Linked DNA regions of Mus musculus: region 1 is linked to region 2. Evidence: chromatin contacts called from public Hi-C data. All regions are on one chromosome and are shown on one strand. Each heading gives the region's core, a stretch centred on a gene start, on an enhancer-like site or on the middle of the called end of the contact. The rest is flanking DNA. Distances are from core to core; before and after follow the strand shown.

Region 1 (5,334 bases), core at 422-2,921, 340 kb after region 2:
CCAGGACATCTCGAAAGGCAATTTCCCACAGTATTCTAGGATTGGGAGGTGTCTCCATATTAAGTGAGTGGTAAGGGCTTCCAAGACCTTTAGGCCAGAGAGACACAGAGACACAGCAGCCCCTGGTGACCAATAGTGGAAATTGCACCATGTGGTTAGTACTGAGGCAATCTCAAAAACCAGTCCCAAGCTAAACCAGAGAGTGGTACTCTCAGCCTCCCTGTCTTAAGCGCAGTGGTACAGAGTACCACTAATTCTGAGATGAGCCCACAACGCTATTCTACCAATTCCTCCGACTTCCCTCCCTTTAGTGAGCTCTCCTCACTCCCATGGTTTGTTGAGATTAAGGTTCACAGAACAGATGGGGGTGTCTGATCTCGCTCTTCATAGAGGTACCCAGTTATCTCGGATGGAGCACAGGTTTACAAATGACAGGGGTACTCAGGGGCAGCTCAGAGCCCTCCCTCCATTACCCTCCTCCTCCTTGGCTCGACTCACCAAATCTGTATTCTCACTTTGATGCCGTCTACTTCGATAGTCTTCATCTTAAAGTCAACACCTGGAGAAAGCAAGCAAGTCAGGAAGGGCTCCCTCAAAGAAGGCTGGGACACTCAAAAAGCATGGAAGGGACTCCGCTTTGGTCAAATGTGACAAAGAGGTGACCAGAAGCAAGCTCCTTCACTAACATTTAAACTCTAAACAGATCCTAAAGAGGCACTTAGAGCTTTGGATGGGGAGTGTCCATTTCACTTCCCAAGCTTCCATTTCCTTGACAGTAAAAAGTGGGAACAGTCAAAACAGCCAAGGCGGTGGTGGCGCACGCCTTTAATCCCAGCACTGGGGAGGCAAAGGCGGGCAGATTTTTGAGTTCGAGGCCAGCCTGGTCTACAGAGTGAGTTCCAGGACAGCCAGAGCTACAGAGAGAGGGAAGAAAAAGTGGGAACATTACAAATTCTGATCTGGTTGCTAAGAAGCCCCTGAGAGAGACAGTGCTGGCCTGCACACTCTGCTGCAGCTATCACTGACTGAGTGCAGTGCCAGGCATGCAGCAGGTGCACCAAGACCATCAACTGATAGGGAAAGCAGGAAGGTACAGAAAACCCAGAGTTCTCTGCTTCCTCTGTCCTAGGCCCTGAAGCCCTAAACTGCCAGTCCTACCAGAACCAAGAACCCAGAGGAGAAACATTTGAGGAAATCTACAACAAGGGAAGTGAGCGCCATCTGGCAGGGTCAGGAGAGATGCCTGAATCACCATGCCTTTCCCAGCCCCAACTGTGCCCAGGCACTGTGCCCAGGGATTCAAGAGCTACTCACAGGGCATCACAATCCACGGTCTTGAGCTGGGGAACATGGGAAAGGTACTGTGTGCTATCCATCAGCAGCTGAACATCCAGTCCAGAAGGTCCCAAGGATGCCAGCGTTCCCAACCCCGTCGGCATTCTCCCTCCACATCTGGGCTTTGCCAAGCAGGAAAGCATGGTCTCTTATCTCTCCTGTCCCCAGGTTTCCACCAAAAGAGACATTAAAGTCAGCCTCTCCCCTCCCACCACCAAGAACAATCATCTTTTAATCAGAAGGGACAAGAAGCTTCGGAATGGAAGACCCAAACTAAATCAAGCCGGTCAGGCATGAATCATGCCTGCCTGAGCTGATTCATATCTACGCGGCTGTACTTTTCCAAATGGCATTCTTCGCTGTGTCAAGAGAAAGGATGATGAAGAGGAAGAGGATGAAAGGAGAGGGACACCTGGCCCTGGTGGGAGGCAGCAGCCTACTTCCTCCCTCCTTGGACAAATAGTTACAAGGAATTGGCTTCTCCTCAGAACTTGATATAGGAGGCAAGCAAGAATCAAGACATTCTTGTTTCAAAGACTGGTACCTTCGTCCAAGAAGGAAGAGGGAATTCCCCATATAATAAACCTAGCTCACACTCATAGCCTGGTCAGGAGTGCTCCTTGTTCAAAGTATTCATAGGAGAGTTTTATTGCCTCAACCCCTGAACATCCGTGAAATTTTCCACTGTGCCCTGCACAGGTCTCAGTCTCAAGGTGGACACAGCAGCAGAGACACATGGTCCCTCCCCTTACAGGGGACAGTAGGAAGGAAGGGCTCAGATGCAAATAACCTGCCTGAGGTTAGCACAGTGTGGATCAGAGTTTCAAACAAGGGCTTGCTTAATGCTGGAATGCATGCCCCCACCCCTGTACCGATTGGGGTGGGGGGAATGAGTGTGTGAGGGGAGAGTTGTTTGTTAGCATGTTAACCCCTCATGGAAGTGGTTAATATTATCAACTGAACAGGAATCTGGAATCACAAGCTTTTTGGACTGAGAGGGAGTCTCTAGATTGTATCAACTGAGGTGGGAAGATTCACCCTAAATGTGTGGGGGGTGCTATTTCAAGATATGGGGGTCCTAAGCTGAGTAAAAGCGAGAAGGCAAGCAGGGCTGGAGCATTTAGTTCCTCCTGTTTCCTTCCTCACTGCAGATGCAATGTGATAGCTCCCTCAAGCTTCTGCCATGGCCCTCAGACTGTGGGCTAAAGTAAACTCCACCTTCCTTAAGTCACTTTAGTCTGACATTTTATCACACGGACCAAAATAAATAAATAAATAAATAAATAAATAAATAAACCAAAAGAGAAGTCTTCACTGTTTGTTTTCCTGTGGGTCCTGTGCTGAGAGGAGGAGCTGCCAATCCTCAGGAGACCTTCCCCGTGAGAGGATGCTGTTAGAAGGGGTAGAAGGGATAAGCAGATGTGGAAGTCACAGACTCCATTGATGCTGGAGTCAATCATTCCTGTTTGGTCTTCCCTCACTTGGACCTGCATGGACAGGAGTCAAGACTGGCCAATTCTGAGATTCCAGCAACCTCCACTTTTACAGGCTATACTGCAATCTAGCCACTCCAAGTTTGTTTTAACATGTCTTAGGAGAGCAGGGCCAAATGGAGTGAGCAGGGCTGACCGGAGTCAACTGGACTGGAGCGAGTGAGGCAGTCTCAATTCCCCACTAATAATGGCTCACAACCATCTGTACAGCTACAGTGTACTCATATACATAAAATAAATAAATAAATCTTTAAAAATAGTCTGAGGAATAAAGGCCTTCCTCTTAGCTTATTCATATTTATTAATGTATGAAGGAAGGAATGGGCTTTATCTTCTGAAGGATTGCCCCCATCTTTTTCTTTAAACATAAAAGCTGTAATCGCCCAAGGATATCCATGTTCTCCTCCTCTATGTCCCCTCCTCCCCTGAGCTTTCCATTCTATCCATCCTACCAATGGGACCCTGGTCAGCAGTACCATGTGCTGACCCAAGACCTTGCTCTATGCTTCATGGCTGTTGGGTTTGTTTTTGTTTGTTTGTTTGTTTGTTTGTTTGTTTTCTGTTGCAAGACACAATCAAAATACTAGCCTGATCGAGTCCGCTGTAGACTCAAGCTGTCCCCACCTCAGGCTATTGGCTGCTCAGCAAGCTAATCATTCAAATGTGTTCACCTGTCACAGTTTCACAGGACTGTCCCTTAGCCCCTGTGTGCCCTCTCCTCAAGCCAGCCAGCAACAGAGTGAGTTTCCACAGCATCTCCTCTCAGGCCCACTACCTCTCTTTCTTCCTCACAGAAGAGTCTTCTCCCCTACTGGAATCCGTCTCCCAGCAGTCCTCCCTGCTGCTCATCCTAACCCGAAGCGCTCCTCCCTGTTGCCGCTTTTGCCTCTCCTAGGAAAGAGAGAGAGTCTCCATCTACCTCCACCCCAGGGTTTGCTCACGCCTTGCCTCTCTAAGGCAGAATTAAGATGCACACAGATTCAGATTCAGGAGGTGTGAACTCAAGCCTGAGGAGTTATATCTTGCTTCGGGGTCCGTGGATCGGACCTCAGTCCGTGAGTTCTCAGGACAATAGTTTCCAAAGGGCATCCCCAGACTTGCAGCCTTATAGCATCATCTCAGACTTAGAAAGGCGAGTGCCTGAATCCTACTTCAGCCTTGGAGACTCAGAACCCCAGCGATGCAGGGCCAGCAGACTGTTTCAACAAGCTCCCAGGAGAGTCCCACATATCTTAAGTTTGCCAGCCACGTGGTGCAAAAGCTTTGCACCTGAACTGTCAAGACAGGCGGCGTGGGCAGTCTCTTTCAGAGTGTACTTTGCAAAACCTTGGCTAAATTTAGAATTACCCGGGAGGATTTTTTTTTCTTTTTTTCTTTTCATTTTAAGGCAGCCACCTTAAAACATAAATAATAAAAATTAAGGAAAAGAAAGAAAAAGGAATCTAGCTGCCTTAACTTGCCTAAATCCACTAAGTCATACTTTGAGTAAGACTCAGAAACTGTACTTTAACAGACTGTGTAAAGCAGTGGTCCTCAGCCTCTCTAATGCTACAATCCTATAATACAGTTCCTCGTGTTGTGGTGACCTCCAACCATAAAATTATTTTCATTGCTACCTCATAATTATAATTTTGCTATTATGAATTTAATGTAAATATCTGTGTCTTCTGGTGGTCTTAGGTGACCCCTTTGAAAGGCCCACAGGCTGAGAACCACTGGTGCAGACTATGGCAGGAAGTTAGCAAGACTGAGAATAGAATGTAGGGAAGAGACATTGGTTAGCCCTGGAATCGGAAGGACCTGAGTTTGAATTGGGCCCTTAATATATGACTACAGGCAAATCTTAATTTCTTTGCCAGTTTTCATTTTCTTACCTGTAGAAGGAGAGTACCACTTGCCTTCACTGTGGATAATTAAATAGCAAGTGTACAACACCTAACTAACTACCTGTAGTTTCTATTCCTACCACGGTGGTTTAAATGAGAATGTTCCTCAGAGGCTCGGGTGTCTGCTGAATGCTTGGTTCCCAGTCGGTGGCTCTGTTTGGGTAGCTTTAGGATGTGTGGCCTTAGCCGGGCAGTGGTAGCATGCCTTTTTTTTTTTTTTTTTTTTTCCATTTTTTATTAGGTATTTAACTCATTTACATTTCCAATGCTATACCAAAAGTCCCCCATATCCACCCACCCCCACTCCCCTGCCCACCCACTCCCCCTTTTTGGCCCTGGTGTTCCCCTGTACTGGGGCATATAAAGTTTGCAAGTCCAATGGGCCTCTCTTTCCAGTGATGGCCGACTAGGCCATCTTTTGATATATATGCAGCTAGAGTCAAGAGCTCCGGGGTACTGGTTAGTTCATAATGTTGTTCCACCTATAGGGTTGCAGATCCCTTTAGCTCCTTGGCTACTTTCTCTAGCTCCTCCATTGGGAGCCCTATGATCCATCCACTAGCTGACTGTGAGCATCCACTTCTGTGTTTGCTAGGCCCCGGTAGCATGCCTTTAATCCC
Region 2 (5,514 bases), core at 297-2,796:
AAGAAGAAGAAGAAGAAGAAGAAGAAAAAGAAGAAGAAACTGTTGCCTGTGTTTGTCTTATGTTTTTTGGCACTTGAGTTTGAACCCGAGGCCTCGGCATGCCAAGCGCCTGCTCTACCTCAGAGCTCCCCCACAGCTCTGTAACTTCACTTTTAACAGTGGTTGTGTTCAACAAGTGGCTCTCAACTAGAGAACTACTGGAACTAAGTGAGGCGGCTCCACCGACCATAAAGCTGTGTCTAGCCTGGATATGGGAAATTCGGGCTCTGGCCACGAGAGAGCTGCCCAGGCAGCCCAAGCCTCTAAGAGATTTCAGTGTTGTGTTTTAGGGAGCTATGGGGTGGGGTTTTGCTGTTGTTTAGGCTTTTTTTTTTTTTAGATAGGGTGTATTAGTTAGGGTTCTCTAGAAGAATAGAACTGATATATATATATATATATACACATATATATATGATTTATTTATTCTATTTATATGAGTACACTGTAGCTATCTTCAGATACACCAGACAGAATAGGACATCGGATCTGATTACAGATGGTTGTGAGCAACCATGTGGTTGCTGGGAATTGAACTCAGGACTTCTGGAAGATCAGTCAATGCTCTTAACCATTGAGCCATCTCTCCAGCCCAGAATTAATATATTTTAAAAGTGGATTTATTGCTGGGTATGGTATCCTCCACTTTTAATCCCAGCACTCTGAAGGTACTCAGAGATAGAGATCGTTTGAGGCCAGCCTGGTCTGCACATAGAGTTCCAGGTATGTCAAGACTACACAGTGAGATCCTGTCTTACCAAAGAGCAGGCAGGCTATTAGATTGTCTGGATAGTCCACCAAATGCCGACTAGCACGGGAGAGACTAAGAATCTGCTGGCTGCCCAGTTCATGAGGCTGAATGTCTCAGCAATCCTAAACCAGTGCCATAGGCTCAAGTTTTCTTGGAAACCACTGGTCTGTAATCTATATCAGAAACCAAAAGACAGATTTCTCCCCTCTTTATAACTTTCTTAGCAAAGATGATATATCGGGTTGTTAATGTTACTATAACAAAGCACAACAAAACAAGCCGATTTAAACAAAATATTTTTTTCATGGCTCTAAAGACAAGAAAGCTGAGTTCAAGCTGTCCATAGGACTAGAAGGATGGGATTGGGTCCAGGCTGCTCTCCTTGACTTGTAGATGGCCATCTGCCTGCACTGTTTTTCCAGATCCTTCTGTCTGTCTGTCTGGTCTCATCCCCTGAGGAATGCTACCTGACTTTGAACTTGCTCTCTGGCAAGCCGTATTCGTTTCCTCATGAGGCCCTTTTGTGTTTATGTTGAATACATCCCACTTTGACAACCTCTTCCCACTACACATGTTTTTATAGAGGAATTTGTAAGCTGAAACAGAGCAATGACCTACTTGTTCTCAATAGCTTGTCCCTTACCCTAAAGCACAGAAACCTGTTCCTAAAATGGGTGGAGACTCGCAGAGCACCCTGATTTAAATGGAAAGAAAATATGCCAGTCCAATGTATTCCGAAGCGCCATACCCGTCCCATGGCAACCAAATCCCATGGGCTGGGCCCTTCTGCCAGGCCTGAGAGCAGACACCCTGCCTCACCGCAGTCGGTGCAGAGCTTGTTTGCTGTTCTCATCAGAACACCAGCGTGTTAATGCTTGTCATTCCCTACCCTACGTGGAACTACAGCACGGGCTAGTGGGTCCTTGTCCGTGAGAAATGCCAAACCTGCAGGAGGAGCCAGGAGCCATTGGCAATACAAAGCAAAAGGCTGCATTCTGCATGCTGGGAACAACAAGGAGGTTCAGTCCAAACCTGGGTTTAGCTGTGCTGAGCATGCATGCCATGCTTGGCCGCAACCCCACTCTTGAGTAGTGTCCCTGCTAGTCTGCTGGAAGTCCTCTTACCAAAACACTAGTCCTGATTGTGGGTAGATACAGACTAAGGCATCCTTGTAAGTACAGCATTGCTCACACAGGATATTTGAGAAGCCCAGAATTCCAGGGAACAGAACACACGATCCTGTTCTTGTGATTCAGTAAAGACCTTGGACAAAACTGAGGGGCCTTTGGAGAGTTCCACTAACTAGTTACTTAACTAGTCACTTAACCAAGCCCATCACATGGGTTTGTTCTGGCAGTGACTGCAGTGTGGCCAAGAAGAAAGAGCAAGCCGTTGGTTCCTGATAACTTTATAAATATGGGGACTTTGGACGAGTTAACTACATTTAGCTCTGTCTGCCTACTGATAACATGGTCTGATATAAGGAGACGTGTATCGATACAGTCCTGAGTCTAGCCATCTGGTAGCAAACAAAGGGGAGGCTTACTAAAGTAACGTTTGCCCCAGCATTTCAGAGCATCTTCAGCCTGACGCTGACTCCTTCGTCCAGTAACAGAGGGGATGTTTGAGGGTACCCGATTAGAAAGCAAACATTTTACTTTAAAATTAATATGGGGCTGGTGTGGGAGGGGAGGAAGGGAAGGTGATAGCGCAAGGCTAGCCTGGGCTATACAGAAAAACCCTATCTCAGAAAATGAGTTGGTTTGAATGATTGCCCTCCCCCATAGGCTCAAATATTTGAGTGCTTAGGGAGTGGCACTAGGTGGTGTGGCCTTGTTAGAGTGGCTGTGGTCTTGTTGGAGGAAGTGTGTTACTGGGGGGTGGGCTTTGCTATTTCAGAAGCTCAAGTCAGACTGTGCGGCTCTCTTCCTGGAAACTCTCGGCTCCTCCAGCACCATGCCTGCCTGTGTGCTGCCATGCTTCCTACCACGAGGATAGTGGACTGAACCTCTGAACCTGTAAGCCAGCTGCAATTAAATGCTTTCCTCTGTGAGAGTTGTCTTGGTCATGGTGTCTGTTCACAGCAATAGAACCTTAACTAAGATAACAAACAAAACGCAAGTCATCAATTAGTATGAGTTTGCGCGTAAGCTGTTTGGGGGGGCAGGTATTAGAAAAATTACCGCAGGGCATTGGTGGTGCACACCTTTAATCCCAGCACTTGGGAGGCAGAGGCAGGCAGATTTCTGAGTTCGAGGCCAGCCTGGTCTACAAAGTGAGTTCCAGGACAGCCAGGGCTACACAGAGAAACCCTGTCTCAGAAAAAAAAAAAAGAAGAAGAAGAAGAAGAAGAAGGAGGAGGAGGAGGAGAAGAAGGAGGAGGAGGAGGAGGAGGAGGAGGAGAAGGAGGAGAAGAAGGAGGAGGAGAAGAAGAAGAAGAAGAAGAAAAGAAAAATTACCACAACGTTTCTCAGCATATTAATATAATGGTTATAGAGCCTCCTAACTCACTCCCTTGTTCCCATGGTATTATGCACAATTTCAATACCTTGTTATTATATTTTACATTTACAGTAGGAAGCTCTTTAAAACCTGATTGTCTTCAAAATTAAAAGAGTATATCGCCCATCCTAGGACAGTAGCTGCTTTCTTGGACCTCAGGCAAAGAGCTGGTGAAGCCCCTCTTGGTCTGCAATGTCTTTCTCGCAGCAAGCAGTTGTCACTTTGAGTTAGTCATTGACAGGACTATCTTCTCCAGAAATGTGATTGGTTCCTTCATGAGACCCATAATAAAGATGGACAGGCCCAGGCTGGAGCAGCCCTGGGATGTGCACTGGAAGTGGAGCAGGGAACCGACCTGCAGTTGATGGGGCAGGTGACTGGGGTGGGACTGAAGTGTATCTGGATGAACAGATCTATGGAGAAGGTCACATACATGGGAGTTTAGGCAGCTGAGGGCATCCAGCAGGCAGGAAGGAGGCCCCTGTTCCCGACCCTGTCATTTTCACTAAGGCCTAATTTGTTTTTAACCAAAATGTTAAAAAAAAAAAAAAATCATGTGTATTCTGGCTTGGTAGCTCAAGCCTCTAGGACAGGTAGATGTTTGTGAGTTCAAGGCCAGCCTAGTTTACATAGTGAGTTCCAGGACAGCTATGGCGAAAGTAGAAAGACCATGTCTCTAATTAATTAATTATAAAATTATGTGTAAATGGACAAAATTATAAAACTGAGGGCTAGGGGAGTATTTCAGTGGTAGAGCACTTACCTAGTATCCACAAGGCTGTGGGTTCAATCCCCCCCCACACACACACACAAAAATGCAAGCAGGTGCTATGGTCTACTTCCATAAATCTGTCTTCTCATCTCTAGGCATCTGTGGAGAGAATTCCATGGGTTCTGCTGCTGCTATGGGAAACACTGCCACCTGCTGGGCATCTTTACAATGTCAGCATACTCCGTTTTCTACCCCCACAACCAATCCTCCCCCACCATCCCACCCCACCCCACCACCACCACCCCGAGAGTGAGAGGATCTAACGGCTGGCTTTCATAGTGGCTTCCGGGAGAAGTTATTCAACTGACCAGAATGTAGACATTATTCAGCTAGGAGTTCATTTCATGTAACCATGGTGGTTACTGTTTTAAATGAAAAATGTAACCCTTGCTTCCTGACAGAAATCCACTTTTTCCTGACAGTTATATTGCCTCCAGACAAATGAAAGCCACAGCTGGGCATGAAGGCACATACTTGAAATCTCCGCATGCAGGAGGCTGAAGGATCACAAGGTCAAGTCCAGCCAAGGCGACATAGCAAGACTTGAGATGGCTCAGTAGTCAGGAGAACCTGTTGTTCTTACAGTGGCCCTGAGTACTTTCCCAGAACCACATAGTGCTTATACCTCCAGAGGGTCCCATACCCTCTTCTGATCTCCTTAGCCACCTACATACATTCAAGTGCACATAAAATATAAAAACATACACATAAGTAAAAAATCAATAAATATTTTTAAAAGAAATAATTGCAACCAGAAAGACAATATTAGATTCAATAAGCAAGACATTTTCCTAGACTTTTCCTATATGGTTGTAGGACATGGGGCAAGCCTTAACTTAGTAATAACATCTACTCCGTATTGTTATAAAAACTAAAAACTTGTGGCACATAAGTTTGATAAGTTGCTGCTTTTATTCAAGCACGATAACCTATTGATCCATTATGACAAACAAGCCCCTTTGGTCTCTTTGAAAGGGGGGCCCAGCCCTAAGTGAGGTACAGACAGTGGAAATCTTCCCTTACAGTCCTACCTTCCTGTTATTCCAGAATTACCATTCTCTGCTGCCACCCTTGGTTTCAGGAAAACAAACAGAAACAAACAAAACAAAACAAAACAAAACAAAGCAAAACAACCTCACACCCTGGGACACACACTAAGAATTCCGATGTGTGTATCTGAAACAACCCTAAAGGTCCACAGAGGAGGAGAAATGGCCCAAGGCCCATTGGCCCTTGGAGGTCAGTTTGCTTTCAACACTTTTATTTCTGGTCTAAGAATTTTTGGTTTAGGCTACTGATTAAAGCTCCTGTGTGAGCCGGGCGTGGTGACACACACCTTTAATCCCAGCACTGGGGAGGCAGAGGCAGGCAGATTTCTGAGTTCGAGGCCAGCCTGGTCTACAAAGTGAGTTCCAGGGACAGCCAGAGCTACACAGAGAAACCCTGTCTCGAA

The links. Hi-C and Micro-C count contacts between places; a contact is called where the count stands out from the background.
Region 1: a contact with region 2 is called in a Hi-C map of the N1E-115 cell line, with 3 times the contacts expected there. The contact joins two enhancer-like sites. A contact is called at or near these places in 17 of 39 promoter capture datasets (the 3T3-L1 cell line, HPC-7-derived erythroid cells, cranial neural crest and 10 more), 6 of 484 Hi-C or Micro-C datasets (the G1E-ER4 cell line, the N1E-115 cell line, adipose-derived mesenchymal stem cells and 2 more) and 2 of 9 other capture datasets (adipose tissue and liver).

What each region holds. Positions count from the first base shown.
Region 1 is chr12:76,803,945-76,809,278 of GRCm38.p6, forward strand. Rab15 (RAB15, member RAS oncogene family) reads right to left here. Exons shown (of 7, transcript NM_134050.5): 2 at 499-559. Among named protein-coding and RNA genes, the nearest start is that of Gpx2, 11 kb to the left of the region's middle. Within about 2 kb of position 1,672, at least 33 of the 459 cell types and tissues checked have an H3K27ac peak or open chromatin away from gene starts, as enhancers often do. A contact at or near this core is called in the N1E-115 cell line, where this site is marked.
Region 2 is chr12:76,468,040-76,473,553 of GRCm38.p6, forward strand. No RefSeq gene overlaps it. Among named protein-coding and RNA genes, the nearest start is that of Gm10451, 26 kb to the left of the region's middle. Within about 2 kb of position 1,547, at least 9 of the 459 cell types and tissues checked have an H3K27ac peak or open chromatin away from gene starts, as enhancers often do. A contact at or near this core is called in the N1E-115 cell line, where this site is marked.